Linked DNA regions of Ovis canadensis: region 2 is linked to region 1. A link is a contact called in public Hi-C data. All regions are on one chromosome and are shown on one strand. Each heading gives the region's core, a stretch centred on a gene start, on an enhancer-like site or on the middle of the called end of the contact. The rest is flanking DNA. Distances are from core to core; before and after follow the strand shown. Region 1 holds the start of CEBPB (CCAAT enhancer binding protein beta). Region 2 has its middle 110 kb from the start of CEBPB.

Evidence for each region. Hi-C and Micro-C count contacts between places; a contact is called where the count stands out from the background.
Region 2: a contact with region 1 is called in a Hi-C map of lung, with 4 times the contacts expected there. The contact joins the enhancer-like site here to the promoter of CEBPB in region 1. A contact is called at or near these places in 2 of 2 Hi-C or Micro-C datasets (fibroblasts and lung).

The regions. Positions count from the first base shown.
Region 1 is chr13:93,568,036-93,574,185 of ARS-UI_OviCan_v2, forward strand. CEBPB (CCAAT enhancer binding protein beta) reads left to right here and starts at 3,807. Exons shown (of 1, transcript XM_069548819.1): 1 at 3,807-6,009. The coding sequence starts at 4,306. The coding sequence ends at 5,355.
Region 2 is chr13:93,678,992-93,684,986 of ARS-UI_OviCan_v2, forward strand. No RefSeq gene overlaps it. Among named protein-coding and RNA genes, the nearest start is that of CEBPB, 110 kb to the left of the region's middle. Within about 2 kb of position 2,265, the one cell type or tissue checked has open chromatin away from gene starts, as enhancers often do. A contact at or near this core is called in fibroblasts, where this site is marked.

The sequences.
Region 1 (6,150 bases), core at 2,557-5,056:
CACGTGGTGGCAGCATGCGCTCAGGCAAGTTTCACTAGCAGCCCCGAGGGTCTCCCACCAATTCCAAAATTGCGGATCCTGGGACATTGGACCTGGAAGCTGTCTGGGATCTAATCTAGGCAGATGGGGAAAGTGAGGCCTGGCAGAGGAGGAGTGGTGGGGGCAGACGTCGGACACAGGAATCAGGACCGATCTGGCTTTTGCACCAAGTTCCCTGTGTTGCCAGGCGCAGTCCTAACCAGCCCTAGGCCTGCAGGCCTGCCTGCTTTGGGAGGTTTCCGGGACATGCAGGGTCAGGTGCTTTGCGGGGCTCAGGGGAGGCCCTTCACTCTCATGTGCTGAGGTGGGCCTGTGTGAGGGGGTGCCGTAGGCCCAGAATGCCCACGAGAGAGGGAGTGGCGTTTCCCCAGTTGACCAGATGAGGGACTGAGGTCTAGAGGGGACCCCAGAGTGCCATGGCCTGGAGGGTAAGAGCAGGAACAGAAGGCCAGCCCCACAGCATCCCAGGTCCAAAGCCTCCAGAGACCGTCTCTCCGGAACCTCTCTGATGCTTCCTCCTTCAGCCTTATTTTTCGACCTGCTGGCTGACTTCTGAGCTCTGCTGAGAACTCCTTGACCACTGTCTGTCAAAGAAGCACCAATGGACACCTTTGGTTTCCTCTTCCTGGAAACAGGGCTAAAGAAAAGCGGCAGAGACCGGGAGAAGGAATCCTGAAAGCAGTCTGGGGGCAGAGGAGGGCACGGACCGAGGCAGGAAAGGGCCTGTTCTTCCCCAGTCGCCCACTGGCTCCTGCCCACCATTCGCAGCCACACGGGCCCAGCCCTCAGCTTCCGGTTTTAAAAGTGAAGCTAGAATTTCGAATTTTGATGTGACATGTCTTGATTTTGTGAAATGTTGGCAACACAGTCATTAAAAAACGAGACAGAAAAAAATCTGAAGCGAATCACCGGGGCGGGGGTCAAGCCGACCGCGTCTCTAGGTTGGATCTGGGCGCCGGCTGCCGCCTTGAGACCCTTCCGCGCCCTGGGTTCCTAGGGACGCCTACGCCACCGGTACCTGGGAGAGGTCGCCGCGGGAGGTGACAGGTGGGCCCCGCTTTCTGAGCCCTCGCTGCCTGCAGGGCCGCTGGGGCGTGCTCCAGCGCTCTGGACCATAGTGGTTCGGTCACATCACCCCCCTCCTCGGGGAAAGGCTGAGCGCTAGTGGCAGGGCAGCAGGCAGGGCCTGTTGAGCAACCAGCCTTGTGAAAACAAGGGCTTACGTCACCCGGGCAGGCAGCCTCCCTGCAGGACACCTGCGGAGGCGCTGGGGTGGGAATCGCCACTGACTCCAGCGTTGGGGGTGGCAGGGTGGGAAGCCAGGGGCTCAGTGTTTGGTAGGTGACGGCAAGACCCCGATGGGACTGAATCTGTCCTTGGGGGCTGGTCCTGAGGGCCTGGGTGGCCCCTTGGCTCATTGTGTAACCCCCAGCTGCCCTTTTCTGAGCCTCAGTTTTTCCACTCGAAAAATGGGGCTCACATCAGACCCATTATGATTTATTACAAACCCAAAAGGGAAGGCTGGGCTGGGAAGACATTAATCTTTCCCATCCCCAGGGATGTGACCTTGAACAGACACCCTGAGCTCTGCGTGGCCTCAGTTTCCTCATCTGTAAAGTGGGGATGATAATAGGACCTGCTTCTTACCAATGATTAGGAGGATGAAATGAGTTCAGCTCAGTTCAGTTCAGTCGCTCAGTTGTGTCGGACTAGTAGATGCAAAGGGCTTAAAATACGGTTCAGGGAGGGTGAAAGACTGACTGGAGATCACACACGAATCCTTCGATTAGCTGCAGACTCCCCACATCTCACTGCATCTCCCCAGAACCCCGAGAGGCCGGGGCGGGTGCTGAGTCTCAGAGAGGTCACACAGTCCAGTTAATGGGGTGTGGGGGGAACCTCACCATCTCCTCCATCTTCATTTATTGAGCCCTTCCTGTGCCAGGCACTATTCCAGGCACTGGGGGAACAGCAGTGAGCAAAACAGAGCAATCCCTCCCGGAAGTCAGGGAGGGCTTTCAGAGGAGGCCACCTGCGGGCTGAGCCCTGCAGAGCTAGCTGCCTTGGGCAGGGCTGGGGAAAGCCTGTTCTTGGTCCAGAGGTGCAAATGCATCCTGTTCCCCAGTACATTTTGAGCATGCTTGACCCACGATTTCCCATATTTGAGAGCGGGTAGTCTGGAGGGGGACTGAGGCAGACAAGACGAGGATCTTGGTGGCTGGAGATAAGGGCTAGGAAGGAAGTTTGCCAGCAGGTGGGGCTGGGAGGGCCTCTGGGGGCAGTGGCGCTTCAGCTCAGCCCTGAGTGTCCCATTTTGCAGCTTGGGAGTCCTGGCTGGGTGGCCCCAGGGCCTTAGGTCCCTCCCTGGCCCAGAGGCTGCTGGGAAGGCCCAGAAAGCCAGCAGGCTGGGCCAGTGTTTCACTCTGTCCCTCCCTGCCCCCCACCCCCAAGGGCACTCAGAGATGTCATTTCTCCAGCTCTCCGGAGCGGAGGTCACCCCAGCTCAGCAGATAACGCTGAAGGTTGAGCAATGCCCGCCTGCCCGCCAGGGCCAGGGCTGGGGTCAGTGGGTCGGGGGTCAGCACCAGGCAGGCTGGGAGCTCCTGCCTGGGGTGCCGGGGTCTGGGAGTGGCAGAAGGGTAGGCCCAAGGGGCTGCCGAAATGGCCTTGGAATGGTGCAGGAGAGGGCCAGGGCGGCTGGCACCCACTCAGCAGGGAGGGCCTGGGGCCGGCGTTCCCATCCTGGTGGGCCATCTCGTCTCCCTCTCTGTGAACCAAGGGCCGCGAGGGCATCCTCCTGGCAGGGTGAAAAAGCAAGCTCTGGGTCCAGACCCCTCTCACCACACAGCAGGGGCCTGCTAAAAGAGGAGAACTCCTTCCTCCCTTCTGCATGGCCCCCTGGGTCCTGCCTGGACCCCCACCCACCAGCCTCAGATACAGGTGCTTTGGGAGGGGGATGACGAACAGCTCTGAGGGTGCCTGGATAAGGGCTTTTCTTTTGAGAACAGTGGGGAACATGAAGCTGTGTGATCTTGGGTGTGCTGTGGGCCTCTGGGCCTCTTTGTACTGGGAGGAGGCCCTTCTTTCTGATGTGTGTCCCAGAGCGGTGAGCGTTTGGGAGTCTGCGTTGGAGACAGTTAATACAACTAATAAAGATAACAGTAAGGACACCCTCGCAGACTTAAACTTGGAGAAGCCAAGTGACTAGTCCAAGGTCACACAGCGTGTGGTCGGGGGGCACCCCACCCCCGTTCCACCCTCCGGGGAGGGGGCCCCAGGTCAGGGCGGGGTGGGGCTGGAGAAGACCCAGGTGTGGTCCGAGGGGGAGGGAGCAGGCAGGTGCGGGGGGCGGGGCCGGGGGAGGGGCGCTCGCCCCCTTGTTTGCACCTCCCCAAGCCCCCAACCCCAGGTCTTCCTATTTCAGAAGGGGAGTCACCGCAGGTGTGAGTCCCTCCTGTCCAGATCTGGGGAGGGGTGCCAGTTTAGCGGCGAGGCCGCACTCGGGGGAGGGCTGTGGAGGCGGCTCACCCCTCCGGGAGTCCGAGCTGGAGGGGGTTGGGGTCTCCAGCATCCCTGGCTGGGGGGAGAGGGGCGCGCCCCCTCCCTGGAGAGCCAGGTCCGGCGGCCGCGGCTCCCGAAGGCCAGCGCCTCCTCCAGCAGGGGGCGGGCGGCGGCCGCGTTCAGGGTGGGAGCAGACGGCCGCCCGGCCCCCTCCCCGGGTTCCCCCTCCCTTCTCGTCCGCCGGCCGGCCCAGAGGGGGCGGTCCGGGGGCGGGCTCGCGCCTCTCCGCGCTCGCCATCTCGGGGCCGCCGGGTGGGAGTGGACAGGGCGGGGGCCTGAGGCCGCCCCCCACCCCGGCCCCGCAGGCCGGGGGACCCCCGGGGGCGCGCTCCGGGTCTCCAGGCCGGCCCGCCGGCGCCCGGCCGGGGGTCCCGGGCGGCCGCGGCGTGTCCTCTGCGTGCCTGGGGAGGGAGGGGCCGCCGCCGGGCGTGACGCAGCCGTTGCTATGGCCCGCCTTTATAAATAAACGGGCTCGGGAGAAACTTTAGCGAGTCAGAGCCGCGCACGGGACCGGGAAGGGGACCCACCCGAGGGTCCGGCCGGCAGCCCCCCGCACTGATAGCGGCCACCCCGGAGCAGCGGCGGCGGCAGCAGCAGCAGCAGCGGCGGCGACACAGCAGCGACTGTTCGGAGCCGGGAGGCCGCGCCACCTGCGGGCCGGCCGGCGCGGGCAGCCCCAGGCCCCCTCCCCGGGCACCCGCGTTCATGCAACGCCTGGTGGCCTGGGACCCAGCATGTCTCCCCCTGCCGCCGCCGCCGCCCGCCTTTAAATCCATGGAAGTGGCCAACTTCTACTACGAGGCGGACTGCTTGGCTGCTGCGTACGGCGGCAAGGCGGCCCCCGCGGCGCCCCCGGCGGCCAGACCCGGGCCGCGCCCCCCCGCCGGCGAGCTGGGTAGCATCGGAGAGCACGAGCGCGCCATCGACTTCAGCCCCTACCTGGAGCCGCTGGGCGCGCCGCAGGCCCCGGCACCCACCACGGCCACGGACACCTTCGAGGCGGCTCCGCCCGCGCCCGCCCCCGCGCCCGCCTCCTCCGGGCAGCACCACGACTTCCTCTCCGACCTCTTCTCCGACGACTACGGGGGCAAGAACTGCAAGAAGGCGGCCGAGTACGGCTACGTGAGCCTGGGCCGCCTGGGGGCCGCCAAGGGCGCGCTGCACCCGGGCTGCTTCGCACCCCTGCACCCGCCGCCGCCGCCGCCGCCGCCGCCGCCGGCGGAGCTCAAGGCGGAGCCGGGCTTCGAGCCCGCGGACTGCAAGCGGAAGGAGGAGGCCGGAGCTCCGGGCGGCGGCGCCGCGGGCATGGCGGCCGGCTTCCCGTACGCGCTGCGCGCCTACCTCGGCTACCAGGCGGTGCCGAGCGGCAGCAGCGGGAGCCTGTCCACGTCCTCGTCGTCCAGCCCGCCCGGCACGCCGAGCCCCGCCGACGCCAAGGCACCCCCGGCCGCCGCCGCCTGCTACGCGGGGGCGGCGCCGGCGCCCTCGCAGGTCAAGAGCAAGGCCAAGAAGACGGTGGACAAGCACAGCGACGAGTACAAGATCCGGCGGGAGCGCAACAACATCGCGGTGCGCAAAAGCCGCGACAAGGCCAAGATGCGCAACCTGGAGACGCAGCACAAGGTCCTGGAGCTCACGGCCGAGAACGAGCGGCTCCAGAAGAAGGTGGAGCAGCTGTCGCGCGAGCTCAGCACCCTGCGGAACTTGTTCAAGCAGCTGCCCGAGCCCCTGCTCGCCTCCTCCGGCCACTGCTAGCGCGGCCCCCGTGCGCGTCCCCCGCGGCCGGCCGGCCGGCCCCCGCGCTGCCGGGCGCGCCGCGGCCGCCGAGACTCCGGGGAGCGCCCGCGCGCCCGCCCGCGCCCCTGGCGGCGCCGGCAGAACTTTGGCACTGGGGCACTGGGCAGCGCGGGGAGCGCGTCGGTAATTTTAATATTTTATTATATATATCTATCTATATTTTTGTCCACACCAGCCGCACGTGCAGACGGGGCGCCCGCCCGTGGTGTTATTTAAAGAAGAGATGTCTATGTGTACAGATGAATGATAAACTCTTGCCTCTCATTCTGCCCACCCCCCCTCTCTGGGCGCCGGCGGGCGGGCCGGTTTCGAAGTTGATGCAATCGGTTTAAACATGGCTGAACGCGTGTGTACACGGGACTGACGCAACCCACGTGTAACTGTCAGCCGGGCCCTGAGTAATCGCTTAAAGATGTTCCTACGGGGTTGTTGCTGTTGATGTTGTTTTTTGTTTTTGTTGGTGTTTTTTTTTTTTGGCCTTTTTTTTTGTATTATAAAAAAAAAATCTATTTCTATGAAAAAAGAGGCATCTGTATATTTGGGAATCTTTTCCGTTTCGAGCATTAAGAACACTTTTAATAAACTTTTTTTTTTTTTGAGAATGTTTAAAAAGCCTTTTGGGGGCAGTAGTTGGCTTTGATTTTTTTTTTCTTCCCCTTTATTTTGGATTTATATTTGCCTTTCTGGTGTGTGGGGGGTTGTTGTTGTGTGTGTGTGTGTGTGAGTGAGAGCTGCTGTTATTTTTGGCATTTT
Region 2 (5,995 bases), core at 1,015-3,514, 110 kb after region 1:
TGGGTACCTAAACCAGGCTTAGGGGATAGCGGACGTTGTATGAAGCCCATGGCACCTTGGTTGAGTCCTGCAGGGCATTCGTGGAGTAGTCAGACAAGAGATGGGGTTGGTGGGGAAGAACCCTCCAGGCAGAAGGAACAGCCTGGCAAAGGCTCAGAGATGAGAGAAAGCACAGCGTGCTGGAACAGTGAGAGGGGTTCGGGTTGGCTGAGGCCAGAATGTGTACGGATGGGGCGAGGTCACTGGACTGATCCAGGGTTTTAAGGCTGGCCAAGGTGTTTGAACTACCTTCTGTGATGGAACTACCTTCTGTGGTGGGGAGCTACATACAGCTGGCGGCTGTAGGAAATGGCAAACGTCAGCCAGCTGCTGTGGGAAGCTTGATTTGGAAAGGAGGGTGTTCCTACGAGGGGTACACAGGGAGGAGGAGAGTGAGGTCAGCCAAGGAGGAGCGGAGCGGCAGACGGATTCAGGGGACGCTGAGGACAAGACTCCCTGGCCTCGGTGACCAGCTGGGCTGAGGGTGTAGGGGGCGAGGTATTGAGGACAGCGCTCGGGCCTCTGGCTTTGTCCACTGGGCAAAGGTGGGCCTTCTAAGAGCAGGAAACTGGAGGCAGAGGGCCAGTGTGGGGAGGCTGGAGAGTTCACCTGGGGGCGTTGGTTTGAAGGATGCCTGGGGGCCACGCAGGGGTGACATCTGGGAAGTGTGTAGACAAGTGGCCCGAGGCACACGATGCTGAGGCTGAGACAGACTGGATAGAAGCCTATGGCGTAGGGAAAAGGAGATTCCCAGGAAGCGAGTGAAATGTTCATCCAACAAACACTGTGGGGGAGCCTGAGACAAACCCTACCTCTTCATTTCTGAATACCCAGCTCCTGGCCTAGGACCTGGCTGCTTGTTTTTTCTGTCTTGTTTTGTTTTGTTGGCCACACCACGAGGCACGTGGGATACTAGTCCCCGTGCATTGGAAGCGCAGAGTCCTAACCGCTAGACCACCAGGGAAGTCCCTGGCTGCTGCTTAAACACTACGGGAGGAAGTTCTAGGGCCGAACCTCGGAGGACGGGCTGGGTTCCAGCAGGAGGAGAGGAGGTGAGGCCCCCGTGACCCAGCACGTGAGGCCTGAGCTCGGGTCCAGCTCCTCTGCGTGCTTGTGGTAGGGCCCTGGGCCAGTCTCTCCCTCTCCCCGAGCCTCAGTTTCCTTATCTGAACATTGGCTGTGAAAGGATGCGGCCGAGATTCAGAGGGACGGCGGTGGAGCCGTGTGGCTTGAAGCATGCGGGGCGTGGAGCTGGCATGTAAAAAGCAGGCTGATGAGGGCATGGTTTGGGGGGGTGACCTGGTGGGGCACAGGGTCACCTACTTCCTGGGGTGGCAGGGCCGTGGGGGACAGGAGAGGAAAATGAGGATCTGTCTGGAAAACACAGCCACGGCTGTGTCCCATGTGGGCCCCCTTCCACCCCACGGCCAGCTGCGGCGGGCGGGCAGGCCAGGAAGCCTCACCCAGGAGACGGAGGAGGGGGACCAGATGACAGGGACCTTTTCCGCAGCGCCTTGGAGCTGCTGGCGCCGAGCTCTGGCCACCGTCCCGACCTTCCAGTCCTGGTCAGGACCTGGTCCGCTCCTTCTCTGGCTATCCTCTTTGGCCAAGCAGAGGTTACAAACCAGAGGCCCGAGAGACCGAATCTGGCCCTTAGGTTGGCTGTGTTCAGTCCAAACAGAATTTTTAAATGAAAGGAGACAACATTAAAGAATCTGCAGATGTTGGATAAAAACCTGTGTTTCTGGAAAATCAGAGGACCTGAAATTCTGATCGCACTGGGTCCCCATCCCCAAGGGGCCACACTGGGCTTTAGACAGGGTGCGTGCCCTGGTCCCCTCCACTCCCTCTAGTCTCTCTGAAGCTGAGGCCAGGGAAAAATAACTCTTTATCATCTTAACTCTGGCCCACTTCAGTCATTTAAAATCCCATCAGATTTTAAGCCCTGAAAAATTGTCTCTTTTCCCTCCATAACCACCGAGGCCTGGGCCCGGATTCGAGCCTGGAGCCCCTTAATCTCTGCCTCACGTGAACGCTCCAGGGTCGCTGGTCTTCTCTGCCCTCGCCCCCTCCAAGGCCCGGCACCACGCCCTGAGGGTGGATGCTGGGCTGAGACTTGGCTGGGCTCCGCGGGGCCCGTGGGAGGCGGGCCCACATCTGTTCTGAGATGTGTCAGCTGGGCCTGGTCACACTCTCTGCAGCTCATCCCAGAGGCATGTGGGACCAGCGCTGTGCTTGCGGCCCGGCCGGGGTGGCGGGTGGGGCCCGGCCCGAGACATGGTGTATGTCCAGGCTGCACACGGCAGGCTTGATATTTCAGCGGCAGACACACTGGCTGAAAAGAGGGAAGGAGGAGGGGAGAGAGACAGAGCTGCTTTAGTGGAAAATGCCCAAAACACAGAGGCAGAAAGACCTGAATTCACACCCTTGGTTGCTGTGTGACCTTGGCCAAGTTGCTTCACCTCTCTGAGCCTCCAGTGTAAGGTGGAGCCAAGGAGAGCCCTCAGAAGTGGTAACATGGCATCAGCCTAAATCCCAGAGGGGCAGCCCGGAATGAAGGAAAAAATATCACAGACTTTTGGGGGTCAGATCAACTGACCACTTGTGGGCTGAGTGACCCTGGGCAAGTCACTTGTGTATCTGGAGTTGGGAGCAAAGGTCATAAGCTCTAAACCCTCAGAAAATTAATCTGAGGGAAAAGAGAACTCATTCACTCAACAAATATTTATTGAGCATTTCCTGTGTGTCAGGCGCTGGGGTCAAAGCAGGACACGAGACAGTCAGAGGTCTCTGCCCCCATGGAGTTCACACTTTGGTGGAACAAACAAGATAAATAAGTTGTATATTGTATCTGAAGTGTTTCCCAGGTGGTGCAGTGGTCAAGAAGCTGTCTGCCAGTGCAGGAGACCCAAGAGACTCGGGCTTGATCCCCGGGTCGAGAAGATCCCAAATCGTAGAAAATACCAACCCACTCCAGTATTTTTGTCTGGAAAATTCCACGGACAGGGGAGCCCAGCGGGCTACAGTCCACGGGGTCACAAAGAGTTGGACATGACTGAGTGTGCGCATACATACGCGCGCACATACGCGCACACATACGCGCGCACATACGCGCGCACATGCGCGCGCACATACGCGCGCACACATACGCGCACACATCGTATTTGAAAGGACCAGGGCTGCAGGGAGAAATAGTGGGGAAAGGAGGTCGGCTGAGCTGGAGGTTTCTAGAGGTGGGTCAGGGACAGCCTCATTAAGCAGGGAACTTCTGAGCAACAACCTGTGAGTGGAGGGAGGGAACCAGCAGGAGGAAGAGGTTTTCACGACGCGGGAGGAGCACGCAGTGCAAAGGCCCTGAGGTGGTGCGGCAGGGAGGAGGCCGGCGTGTCTGAGCAGGGCTGGGGGCAGGGGCGGGGCGGGCCACCAGGACCCTCTGTCGTGGCTTCTCCGCAGGAGGCGGGCACCACGGAGGATTCCGAGCAGAGGCGGGACGCAGTCTGACTTGCGGTTTCACAGGACCCCTCTGGCGGCGAGTGGAAAACGGACTGCAGAGGCCGGGAGGAAAGCAGGAAGAACAGGGGAGGTCCAGAGCGCTCAGTCCTCTGTTTGCGGATCATGCTCAGCCCCTGCTCTGCAGCCTTCTTGGCTCCTCGTTGCCCCTGGAGAGAGCCCGAGCTCAGTGCGGCGTTCAAGGCTCCTGCTACGCCGGCTGGCCTCCTGCCCCCAGCCCTCTTCTCTCCCCCTCAGCCTCGCTGGACATGTGTCCCCCACTGTTCAATGAGCTGCGCCTCCTTCTCCTGCGCTGGTCGCTCGGCCAGGAACACCCTTCCTGTCCTAGCTTTGTGAGGCAGCTCACGGATGGCTCCCACCAACTCCCACTAACTCTCAGCTGGGGTTCAGGAAGGCAGGAGGGGGAGAGGAAGTCCTCATCCCAAGGTGCAGGGTGGGCTGGTGGGCACAGACCTTATCTTCCCCCTCCTCACACACACCCCAGGCCTCTGCCAGCTAAGAGCAGGATTGGGAGGTAGAAGTGGGGCTGGAGCCTGCTGTGTGACCTTGAGCAAGCCACACGCCCTCTCTGAGCTTTGCTTTCTCTGCCCGGTACATGGAGAAAATAATGAACTTCCTCATAGGTGGGTGGACACGGTGGCTGTGAGCTCGGGGGCTGTTGCCTCTGTGGGCGAGATGGCATTCTGGGAGAAGATACGAGCACATGTCTTTTTCCAGCTGGACCAGGCCCACACCGGTGGCCTCGAGCTGATGCCAGGGCTATCTTGGGGGATGGATCCCTTGGCAGCCCCAGGGTTCTCCAGCTTGGTTGTCCTTGAGTTACCTAAGCAGCCACTGTGTGTCCAGCCCAGTTCTGAGTAGGCACTAAGGGGCTTCCCAGCTGGTGCCAGTGGTAAAGAACCCATCTGCCAATGCCGGAGACATAAGAGACAAGGGTTCAATCCCTGGGTCAGGAAGATCCCCTGGAGGTGCGCAGGGCAACCCACTCCAGTATTCTCGCCTGGAGAATTCCCATGGACAGAGAAGCCTGGTAGGCTACAGTCCATAGGGTCGCAGAGTTGGACACGATGGAAGTGACTTAGCAAGCATGCACGCAGGGACAGAAGACCTGGGTTCAAATCCCAACTCTGCCACTTAGCAGCTTTATTATCTAGGTGAGTTAACCTCTCAGCTTCTCATCTGTGAAGTGGGAAAACTAACAGCACTTATGTCCTAGAGTCGTGAGAGAAGCCAGTGAGATGATGTAAATATTACCCTCGGCACGTGGAGTAAGTACCTAATCTATGTCAGTTATTATTTTTATGGTATTATTTTTTGTTATGACTGCTGTTTACCAGCTATGGGGGCTCCCTACGCCTCAGTTTTCTCATCTGTGAGATTAATTGCACTGCCACCCTGTAGGGGTTGAGTCTAATAAGCACAAGTGGTGTCGAGCAGAGCAGGTCCTCAGTGGGTTTTTGAAAATTTCAAGGATAGAATTCATTTAATACAGTACCAGAAGTCATCACTGATCTGCAAATGGTTCCTATGAAACCTTTTTATTATCTCTCTAGTCAAACAAACGCCTATTTGGTTTAATTGAATTTAAGCAAACAAATGAGATAAGAAAGAAAATCCCCAGCCTCGGGATAGTCATTGCAATCCAATGGGCAATGAGAGATACATGTGCTACTAATAAAAAGCCAAGGATTATATTAACATTTCGAGTAATTACGAGCGTGCAGTTGGAAGACCTTGGGCAAGTCCCTACTCTTCTTGGACCCTCGGTCTTTTCTTCTCTGCAATGGGTATGAGAACCTTTAACCTGCGGGATTATGGTTTGGCTCACATCCATCACAACTGTGGCTTATGGAGTGCCTCCTGTGTGCAGAGGACTGTTTATCATCTCCCCCTCCCTCCCAGGAGGGGAGGTTGGGCACAGGCTGCCCCCTCAGCCCAGGAGAGGACAGTTGGAGACGTGGCTGGAGATGCCGCTGCGGGAGGGAAGGAAGTCGGGGGGGCTGGGCAGGCTGGACTGACGCAGCTGTGATGTCAGCGACAGGCCGCAGGCGGTGGCCAGCCCAGTGCGAACGGTGAGCTCTCTGCTGGCCTGGCGTGGTGCCTCCCCCCCGGGGTGTGTGTGGGGGGGTGGCCTGCTGCCCCCCTTAACCCCTTCCCGGCCTCGTTTTCCCAGACAGCCATCCCCCGGGCCTGGCCTTGCCCACAAGATTCCCAGATTTCACAACCGGGGCTGGCGCTGAATCATGTACAGTAAGTCCGGGGAGAGAAACTCCTGGCTGCCCGGCGTCCCCAGGACCGGCCGGCCGCCAAGCCAGTCTTCCCTCCCCACGGGCGAGTGGCTGCAGGGAGCCAGGGATCGTCCCTCCGGACCGCCAACCAGCTGCGGGGGGCGTCGGGCAGGGCACGTGACCTCTCCAGGCTGCGCTGGGAATCAAGGGGTGGGGCT